Linked DNA regions of Mus musculus: region 1 is linked to region 2. Evidence: chromatin contacts called from public HiChIP or PLAC-seq data. All regions are on one chromosome and are shown on one strand. Each heading gives the region's core, a stretch centred on a gene start, on an enhancer-like site or on the middle of the called end of the contact. The rest is flanking DNA. Distances are from core to core; before and after follow the strand shown. Region 1 overlaps Gm35154 (a long non-coding RNA gene). Region 2 has its middle 23 kb from the start of Prdm1.

Region 1 (4,818 bases), core at 2,143-4,642, 190 kb before region 2:
CTCCCAGTGAGTGATGGGAGGAGAAAAAAAAATACTCTAATTTATGCTCAGAACAAAAGTACCCAAAATATATATGGAAAAATAACAATAACAACTAATGAAATAATTGTTTAGAAGATTTCCAAGTGAGGGAGAGATGGACAGTTTTTAAACTTCTCTTCAGTTGTGCAGTGTGCCAGGTCTGTTAGTGACTACAGACATCAAACCACAATAGACAGACAGACTCAAGCAAACAGCTAGATCAGAAAGTGCAGACAGCATTTTTGCACCAGAGACTTTGATGATAGAAAATGTTTGCCGCAGTTCTCAAGTGAAAGTCAAAGAAGGGAAGGAGAAAAAGATACGCTCTTCTGTTGTCTACCCACAGTTAAAATATTTGTACTTCTTACCATGGAAACACTGACTTAGAGAAAGGGAACAAACCTTTGGGGACTTCCATCCCTAGCATGTTGAGAGGGAAATGCCCAGAAGTACATCCAAAAAGGAAGAAAGGGCAAATGGATTTGTGCAGATATGCCATCAGGAGCAGGACATTAGATGCAACTGTGTAAGACGAACTAGCTACTCAGCCAAGAGTTCCCATAAACCAAAGCCCACAGTGGGTGGAAACAACTGTTGCTGTATTACTCCTATTCAGAATGCTTAAATACCCTCCCAGGTCCTTTGTAAACCATCTTACTTCCAACATTTAGAATCCTCTCCAATTCCATGGGAACCAGGAATAAGTACTAGACCACCTGGAGAACCAGGTATTCCAAGGTCAAACCTTTTATCACAGATTAAATCTCCAATTTGCAGTTTCTAAAGGTCCTGAAACAGCTCCCATTTGATAGGTTACCTCCAAAGACTGCTAGTGAATTTTACATGTGTAATTTCTCCATACTGCAATTTCCTTAAGAGATCATTCATAAAGAATTTATAAAGGGTCACATAGAAAGTAACAAATCTTTACCCATACCTTTTGAACATGAATGTTGTTTTATTGTGTGTTGATGACTGGAGTGATCTTGGGAAGCCTTGCTGCTTCTGTACCTTTTTTTCTTTAAGTCACGTATGCCTAGAGAAGACACCAAGTTCCTTTCATGTTCACTGCATCCATAGCCCTACCAAATGCTCAACCTCAATGAACTCCTGGCCTCTAGTCATCTTCTTTCATTTTCAGTTGATTATACTTCTTTTTCATGTTAATACAGATGATCCAGAGCTAACTCTCTAGTTGATTCAGCCAAAAATCACCTGGCAGCAGTACCTCCTAAGTGGTAAACCACACATAACAATGCCACCAAAGAACTCTCAAACCAATCAAGATGAGAGGCCTCCAAAGTCTCACAGGAGTTTACAAGAGCCAAAAGGATGCTCAGTAAAGTAGATCATCTGCTTTTATTTATTTTGTCATGTCCCTTCAAAACTTGTTTTTAGGGTCATGTTTTATAGTGCAAATAATGTAGCAGAACATTGTAGATATGCCATTTATAAGTTATCGTCTATTCATTAAAGCATTGTGCTAAAATATTTGATGTTATTACTTCTAGGAGTATGTGATCAAAACCAAACAAAAAGTTCATGTGAGATGTCCTAGCTAGCAGTTCAATCATCAAAGAAAACTGACAATAAAATAAAGATAAATAAATAAAACACTAATTACTCATGACTTAGTACTGGATCTGACTACCACCTGGTTTTATAAATAAAGTTTCATTAGGACACAGTCACACTCATTCATTTACATAGTGTCTAGGGCTAGTTCAGAAGATGTCTTGGAGATAGAACGACCCACAAGTCCTAAACTATTTTCCGTCTCTGGCCTTATAGAGAAAATAAAATGACTGACCCTTGATCTAAACCAGTGTTTCTCAACCTGCTGCTACCATTTAATACATTTCCTTATGTTTTACCAAGAAGCTCCCAACCATAAAATTATTTTGTTATTAATTCATAACTAATTTTGCTATGGTTATGAATTGTAATGTAAAATCTGATATGTAGAATATCTAACATGTGACCTCCTTCATGACCCATATTTGAAAACCGAAATCTGGAGGAGATTGTGAAAACAGAACAAAAACCATGCATGCTCCTCAAAGCACTCTTCAGCCACTGCTCTGTGGATAGCAAACCCTGCCATCTACATACCTGTGTTCTTTCAAAAAGTTGACGTGTAAACTAAAATTCAATTTCATCCATAAGCAGCTGCTTTTACCTAAGTCTGTCTGATTTCCTTGTGCTCCATTACTCCCTGGCTAGCTTGTAGCACCTTACTTTGGACAACAGTGGGTGCCCTGCCCCTGCCAAAACATGTTGTGCTCCAGTTAATATACTATATTTTTTAAAAGATCCAGAGACGCAATAGCCAATAACATGATTACTTACTCACAACATGCCAATGAAATATTAGTATTTGTCTAATCATGAACATTATCCACAAACTTGTAACAGTGGGATCATCAAGGGCTCTCCCTCTGCTCACCCACACTTCTTCAACCACTATACCTATAGACTCACAAAGACATTTGGGTATTGGCAAATGAACCCCTCCTTGTTTGGGGAGATGAGCCTGGGCCTGAATTTTGTACTAGAATTACTTTAAGTGGTTTCAGTAAGCGTGGTTCAACACCTGTGCCATCAGCATCATCTGAGAACTTGCTAGAAGTGTAAATTCTCAGGTTGTATCCCTGAATTATTGAATTGGAAATTATAGGGGTGGAGCATAGACATCTGTTGTTATTTATAGTGTTCCCATTGAAGAAAGAAGGAAAGAAATGCTGATTTAAGGACCTGGCATCATTCCTGAAGATGGAACCAGAAGAAAAGAACATTATGCTCCCCATTACTGCCTGTCCATGAAGTCTTTCTCCGGCCAACATTTGCTTTACATGTGCAAATCCCTAGGGAGAAGTATTTCTTCTTTGACTTTACTGGAGCAAATACTGAATAGAAAAACACATTACAATGCACCCAGTGATCAAATATCTGACCTCAATTATGCTCACTGTATTTTGTTTGATGCTTATCAGAGTTCTAGCAATATATGAGTCAGTGTAAAAAATGGATCCTATATATCTACTCCAGTGAACACCTAACCAATACTATGTCATAGTCTGATAAAAGAATTTTTCAGCTAAAAAAGACTGCCAACAAGCATCTCTTATTAAGATGCAAATCAAGCACTTTGAATGAAAAAGTTGGTATCTGGAACTTGGGAACTTTCACTGATGGAAAAGTTGAGAACATTTAGTTGGGGAATGGGCATTTGAGCTAATCCAGCTGCAAATTACATTTTTAGAATTGGACAAATGCACTGTCCAATTAGAGAAGGGTGTATGGGACAGGGCAGTAGCAGAGGAATGACATCCTGAAGAACTAAGGACTAGAGCACAGAGCTGGAGTGAGTGTGACGTAAGAGGAAGTAGAGGGAACAAGATGCACACAGTGGTGCTTTCCTTCATTATTTTAACAGATCACCACAACTTCTGTTTGAGACTAGAAGGAAGCCGGAAGTGAGTCACCACTGAGGTAGTTCAGCAGGACATAAAGGTAGTTAAAGCAGGGGAAGATAGAGAGAAACAGACAGATTTCGGAGCATATAGATTTTCTGATACAGAGTGGAGGAAGCAGGAGTCCAGGCTGACTCCTGAGTTTCAGCTGCAGGGAACTCATTAGCACAAACCCATAACTCAAGGTCTTCCTCTAGAAGAAGACCAAAAGGAAGCAGGCTGAGAAAAACCAGAAGGAAAGACTGTTGCAATGGTAATGGAAGACAATGGAAGAATGAGAGGTTCTGATTCCTACTCATAGAGAAGAACTCAGAAAGAATTGCCATTTTATAGGACACATATTACAACTAGGCATCCTGGCAGAGAATGTGTCCCAGGTTCTTCCTCAGGGAAAAATTTACTCTATCCTTTCAAACCTTATCTCTAATTATAGAGATTTTCATTTTGTCATAAGGATAGATGAAGTCATTAAAGTCTAGTCAAACAAAAAGCTATTTGACCAAATTAATTGTGTCTATAAAATATATGACAGAAGTCTCAGCTGCCCAAGATTCTGTCCCATAATTCTGACTTTTTGATAGCATTGAAAATATCTTAGTCCTAAGACAACTTGCCTCAGAACTTCCCGTGAAGTCTATCAAATATTACCTCAGGTAAAAAACTTCTTCAATCAGTGATGGCCCAGCACTTGGGAGGCAGAAGCAGGAAGATTTCTACAAGTTTGAGGCCAGTGTGGTCTTTAGAGCGAGTTCCAGGATAGCCAAGGGTATACATCAAAACCCTGTCTTGGAAAAATTAATGTTAAACAACAACAACAACAAAAACCTACTTCATACTCAAGGATCCACACAGGCAGGTATAACAAGTTGGCCATCACACAAAAGTCAGCCTAAAGGTTAAAGGCTAGCTGCCAGGACCAGAACCTCAGTCTTCTCATGTCCCCCAGCAATGCAAGTGAAATATAAAATGGGCATCCAGGGCAGCTATGGACTGGGAAGCAACAGAGAAGCATGCACATATGAAACCTAAAGATTCTGTGCACTTGGGAGCTTATACTTTCCTCCAGATACAGGTTATCCTTCACCAAAAATAAAATAAACATCAACAGAAATGTTGTTTGCTTTTGAGTTGTTTACCCTGGGTTACAGGGCCTGATGCTGGTACAATTTCTGTCAAGCTGTTAGTTTCACTTTAACTTTTATTCCAAATGATTCTTTGGCAAGAATGGGACAAGGCTGAAGCAGGTGGCCTCCGAGCATGCATCTATAACTCCCACGTACTGCACTAGGCACTGAAGCTACATCAACTACACTTGATCATCACA
Region 2 (4,667 bases), core at 7-2,506:
GCAAATGCAGCCATTGCTTAGGGAGGGCCCATGCGAGTCCTACAGTATGTGCACAGGAAACATAATATTAATCGCAGTGAAGCCTGATACATGGTTATAACTATCATCGAAACTCCTCTTATATTTTATTTACTGTTGGAACACTTTAAGGGAAAATGATTTTCCTTTGAGTGTCCCCACCTTGGGCCGGGGCGGGGAAAGAAGAATGAACTACGTGTCCCTTTGAAAAGCCTTTGGATTAGATTATCAGCACAGTTAATGCTTGAGGGACCTTGTGTCTCCTTAACTTGCCAATTTCTATTTGTTGAGTGTTGTAAGAGTTTGCTAATTAAACAGTTCCCAAGGTATTTTGAGAAGAACTTGAAGACGTTTCACCAACTGAACAATTTATTGCTGCAGTTGAAAAAAAAAAAAAAGGTAGTGTTTATTAACTTTCTTGCTGCATTTGTGGAGACTCCTGGTTATAAGTCCTGGCCCTTAACTGGATTTTGAGACTCGAATCAGCCTTAAGCCTTGCTGTTGTTTCAATGTATCACTGTCAGTTTCAGTAAACCTGAATCTAAGTAATGAGACCCTTGCTGCAGAGTTCAAATAAAAGCATTGAGAGCTCATAGGAACATTTCAGTTTTAAAAAACAAAAAAACAAAAAAAAAAAACATTGCTTCAGATAGTAGAATTGGAGGTATTTAAGGTTAAAAGAGAACACTTTCAACTTAGAAATTCTCGTCTCCTAATTCCTTACAGATGAATCTATGAAAGTAGTTTCACTCCACTATTGAAACACAAGCCTCTGTTAACCACACAGACCTGGGATACGGGGCCTCCTACTCCAGGCTTCATGTGGGAGGCCACAGCTGGGAATCGGAAGGGTACATAGATGTGGGCACAAGACGAACTCGAGCATACAGAATCCTTCTCTAAAAGGAGCTGTGCTGGCCTTCTGGTTGTAGCCACTTCTTGTCTCTCCTGGGCAAGTAAACTAAGCTAAGCGGCCATCTTTCTTTTGGGGGAAGGGGCAGTAGGGGTGGAGCTCAGGGCCCCATGAATGCCAAGCAAGCAAGCACACTAGCACTGAGTCCCATTCCCCAGCTCCTAGCTGGCTATTCCTATGCAATTAGTAATAATATTAATCTAGCTTTTACAATAGCGTAAACCCCACTGCAGTGGGTAGCATTTCGATAGACCTTGTAGCCTGTTGATCAGCCACACACAAGCCGCCTGGAAGCTCCAACCAGAGAAGCTCCCCCGGAGGAAGTGGGTGTGTGTCTGCCTGCCCTTTGTTGTGGTCAGTAAAGGAACTACTTGTGCTTTTTAATTAGAAGGGTGGGACCAGATTCTTCCTAATTGCAATTTGAGCTGCAATACAAAGCTTTTACAGAAGAACTGTGTTTAAAAGAAGTGCGTGGTCATTCTCTCCCGCATTCAACCCCAAGCCTTCCTTAAGTGACTCCTCATTTTACAGTTTAGCGGGGTTTTTTGTTTTGTTTTTTAACTTACCACAACCTCCTCCGAAACATAGTCTACCTCTACTCTGTAGTTCCAGTTTTGAAAGCTACAGCTTGGCTTCTGTTTGAGAAGGATCCGGAGGTATGCAAGGGCCGCCTGGGACAATGGATGTGGATACAAAGTGCTCCAAAGAGGAATTCAGCAGTGTCCATTCAGAATAGCCAGAAAGTGTTCATCCGAAATTGCAGACAGCTGCTCGTGCTAAGTGGGATTTATCCTTAGAACTAGACAAGGAAATTTGTATTTCCTGTTTTAATTAGAAGGGACTTTCACAACATAAGAATAAAAGGCATGGTTTGCCCCAAAGACATGCATCTGCTTCATATAAAAATAAATGCATTCTAAGTGTGAGAAATTGCTTGAAGATGGCCATGATATTGGGAATATGCTGTGTATTTACTTTATAGTCATCTGAGGTTTTCTTTTCCAGTAAGGTTAAGAACCTCAAGAATTTTTATGACTGAGTTAGAGAAAAGAGCATGGCCAAACGCTGTCGTTCATGTTGTGTTGGTACGAAGAAGAAGAAGGAGAAGAAGAAAGAAGAAGAAGAAGAAGAAGAAGAAGAAGAAGAAGAAGAAGAAGAAGAAGAAGAAGAAGAAGAAGAAGAGGAAGAGGAATGCTTTTTGTCTCATACACCTGCCAACTATGTTCATGGAAGGGCTGTTCTTGTAACCCTGACAGGAAGCAGTGGAATTGATTTTTCACCGCAATTGTTGACTTGGGATACATAGTAAATGAAATATAAATCAGTAGGCAGGTGTGTGTGTGTGTGTCTGTGTCTGTCTGACTAACTCTGTGTCTGAGTGTTCAAGCTCCTGAATTTGAAAGGAAATATAGTGGCTTCCTGCACAACATTGATTTTTTTTTCTTTTTAATAACTTACTTTTCAGATATCAATGCAGAGAATGTCGAAAGGAAACCATGTGAGTCATTTTAAATTATTCACAATGACAAAATTTCTAGCAGAGCTGTAACTCATCTTTTGAAGTTAACATGGGCATAGTAACCATTTAGTCCTTCCTCTGTGTAATACTGTTCGTCTCTTTGGCTGGGGATTTTGGAGCTGGCATTGAACCCAATAAAAATCAGTTTTTATTCCTACATCCTTACTCTAAGAAAAGAAGCCTTGAGGCTTAAGGAGTGGGCCTGCTTTTTGTTGTACAGATGTAGGGAAGACAAAATTAGGATAGATATAGACTGAAAGTTATATTCTCCATGCTTTGTTCAAAGTGGGCAGAACTTAATGTAAATTACTTACAGTTGCCCTCTTTTTTAATGCTCCTACCTGGGCAGGAGGGAGCTTGTAGTTGTACAGGGTTAGGTTTGGAGCTCTTTGTGAGTCTTCTCTCTGTGGCAACCTCCTTCCAAGTATATACCACCCTCTGTCAAGATTTGCCACAAGCTCTTTTCATGCCTCATGTGATTCTCTGAAGAGCCTTCAAGTCTGTTGGAACTTCTCCAAGAGTGCAGCACGTGACAGAGATGTCTGTCCCAGAGCTGCGCGCGAGCGAGGAGGTCCAAGGTCCATGGAGCATAGTTTGTGCTCTGGTGAGGACTGCCTCCTGTCATGTGCTAGACTAATTCTCATGGCAGAAAGGGAGTAAGGAAGCTCTCTATTGTCCCTTGTAGGAGTCAGCTTATACCTCAGGGGGCTGTATTCTCATTCCCTCCTAATAAAGTCACATTGGGAAACAGGACTTCAACCTGTGAACTGGGGAGAAAAGCAGTTGATCATTGGGTTGGAAGACCTAGTGTGGTTTCAGGAATATTTGGCATCAAGTAAGAAGTGTTCTTGGGAAGAAAAAATGTGCTGGAAGGGAGCTGGGGTAGGAGGCGGCACTGTGTCATCCTGGTGTGATGTCAAACGTCCAGCTGATGGCTGAGAAGGAGACACAGGGAAAGAGGGGCCTCCATCATGTTGTAGATAACAAGAAGTGCAGCTAGAGAAGACAAGAGTGATCTTCAGTCCTTAAGGGGAAAGGCAGCAAGCCATGATATATCAGATCTCTGACGTCACATATGTCAAAAGATCTGAGGTTGGTATTGTAGTATAGAAATGTAATCTAATGGCAGTCACGGGAATGAGGAGAATCCTGAACCCCCAATTCACCAAAATAGCCATGCATTTATCTAGACTGTGGAAGTGGCTCTACCACCCAGAACCATGTGCCTTCCAGCAGGTTCAGTTCCTCTGCCATAAACCACCTGGTTCAGGAATGACCAGTTTCCCAGCCTCACCAGCACCTCCCTGTCTTCACTTCTGGTTGAATTTGCCTGCATAATGGTGTTACAATTGCATCCTGTCATGTAATGCTATTTCAAATATGACTCCTAGCATAGATTCTGAGCTCTTCTCCTCCATTTTATCCATTCCCTACAAGAAACGTGGACCTGGAGTCCCGGGAATGTATAATGTAGTATAGAACATGCTATGTCTTGTTTGACTTAAATGGCTTAATAAGGAAATCTAGGCTCAGAGACATTGAGTGATAGGCTCAAAGCTTTCAGCTAATTAGGGGCAGAGGTCTCCGTGCATGTCAGAGAGTTGGGGAGTTGTTAATGATATCCACCAGGCAATCTGAGCTCTGACCCAACCGTGATCAAGTTCTGCATTAAAGGATAGACTTGGAATTTAGATCTGTGTGAGAGGACTTGGAGTGAAGCAGATAGGCTTCAAAGCAACCAGGAGATGTGCTCAGGATAGCTCAGATCTCAGCAATCCCAACACATCTCACAGATCTTCCTAAGCAAAAGTAGCTGAAAATGGAGGGAAAAAAAATCAACTCTCCGTGAATTCCATACCATCATCAGTTTAAAAAAAAAAAAAAAGAGCCCATTGTCCATTTTTATTTCTTACCTTGAAATTTATAAATGTTGTTCTTATAGCTTTTATATCTGAAAAGTAGATCCTGGTCATTTCAAAACAGAACAGCTCCTAGATTCCAGTGTGCGTGTGCATGTGTTATATACAATACTTTTTGTTTTTTGATTTAAGTCCTAAAGGTAATTTTATATTTCTCTGATCTGTAGAAAACTGATCATGTTCGTTTCTTTTCTTTTGGGGAGGGAAAGTACATAACTCCTTTCTAAGGGAAATCCTGATGTAGAAGTTTCTATCTAGAACAGTCTTTCCACTGATCTGCATCCTGCAGAATGATGTG

Evidence for each region. HiChIP or PLAC-seq counts read pairs in DNA pulled down with a chosen protein or histone mark.
Region 1: a BATF HiChIP or PLAC-seq map of CD8 T cells shows a contact between it and region 2, with 11 read pairs. The contact joins two enhancer-like sites. A contact is called at or near these places in 1 of 484 Hi-C or Micro-C datasets (nephron progenitors) and 2 of 115 datasets of contacts at active chromatin or transcription factors (CD8 T cells and embryonic stem cells).

Annotation. Positions count from the first base shown.
Region 1 is chr10:44,675,350-44,680,167 of GRCm38.p6, reverse strand. All of the region lies in intron 2 of Gm35154 (a long non-coding RNA gene), which reads right to left. Among named protein-coding and RNA genes, the nearest start is that of Gm22503, 55 kb to the left of the region's middle. Within about 2 kb of position 3,392, at least 17 of the 459 cell types and tissues checked have an H3K27ac peak or open chromatin away from gene starts, as enhancers often do. A contact at or near this core is called in CD8 T cells, where this site is marked.
Region 2 is chr10:44,479,905-44,484,571 of GRCm38.p6, reverse strand. It overlaps a transcript of Prdm1 not described here. Among named protein-coding and RNA genes, the nearest start is that of Prdm1, 23 kb to the right of the region's middle. Within about 2 kb of position 1,256, at least 35 of the 459 cell types and tissues checked have an H3K27ac peak or open chromatin away from gene starts, as enhancers often do. A contact at or near this core is called in CD8 T cells, where this site is marked.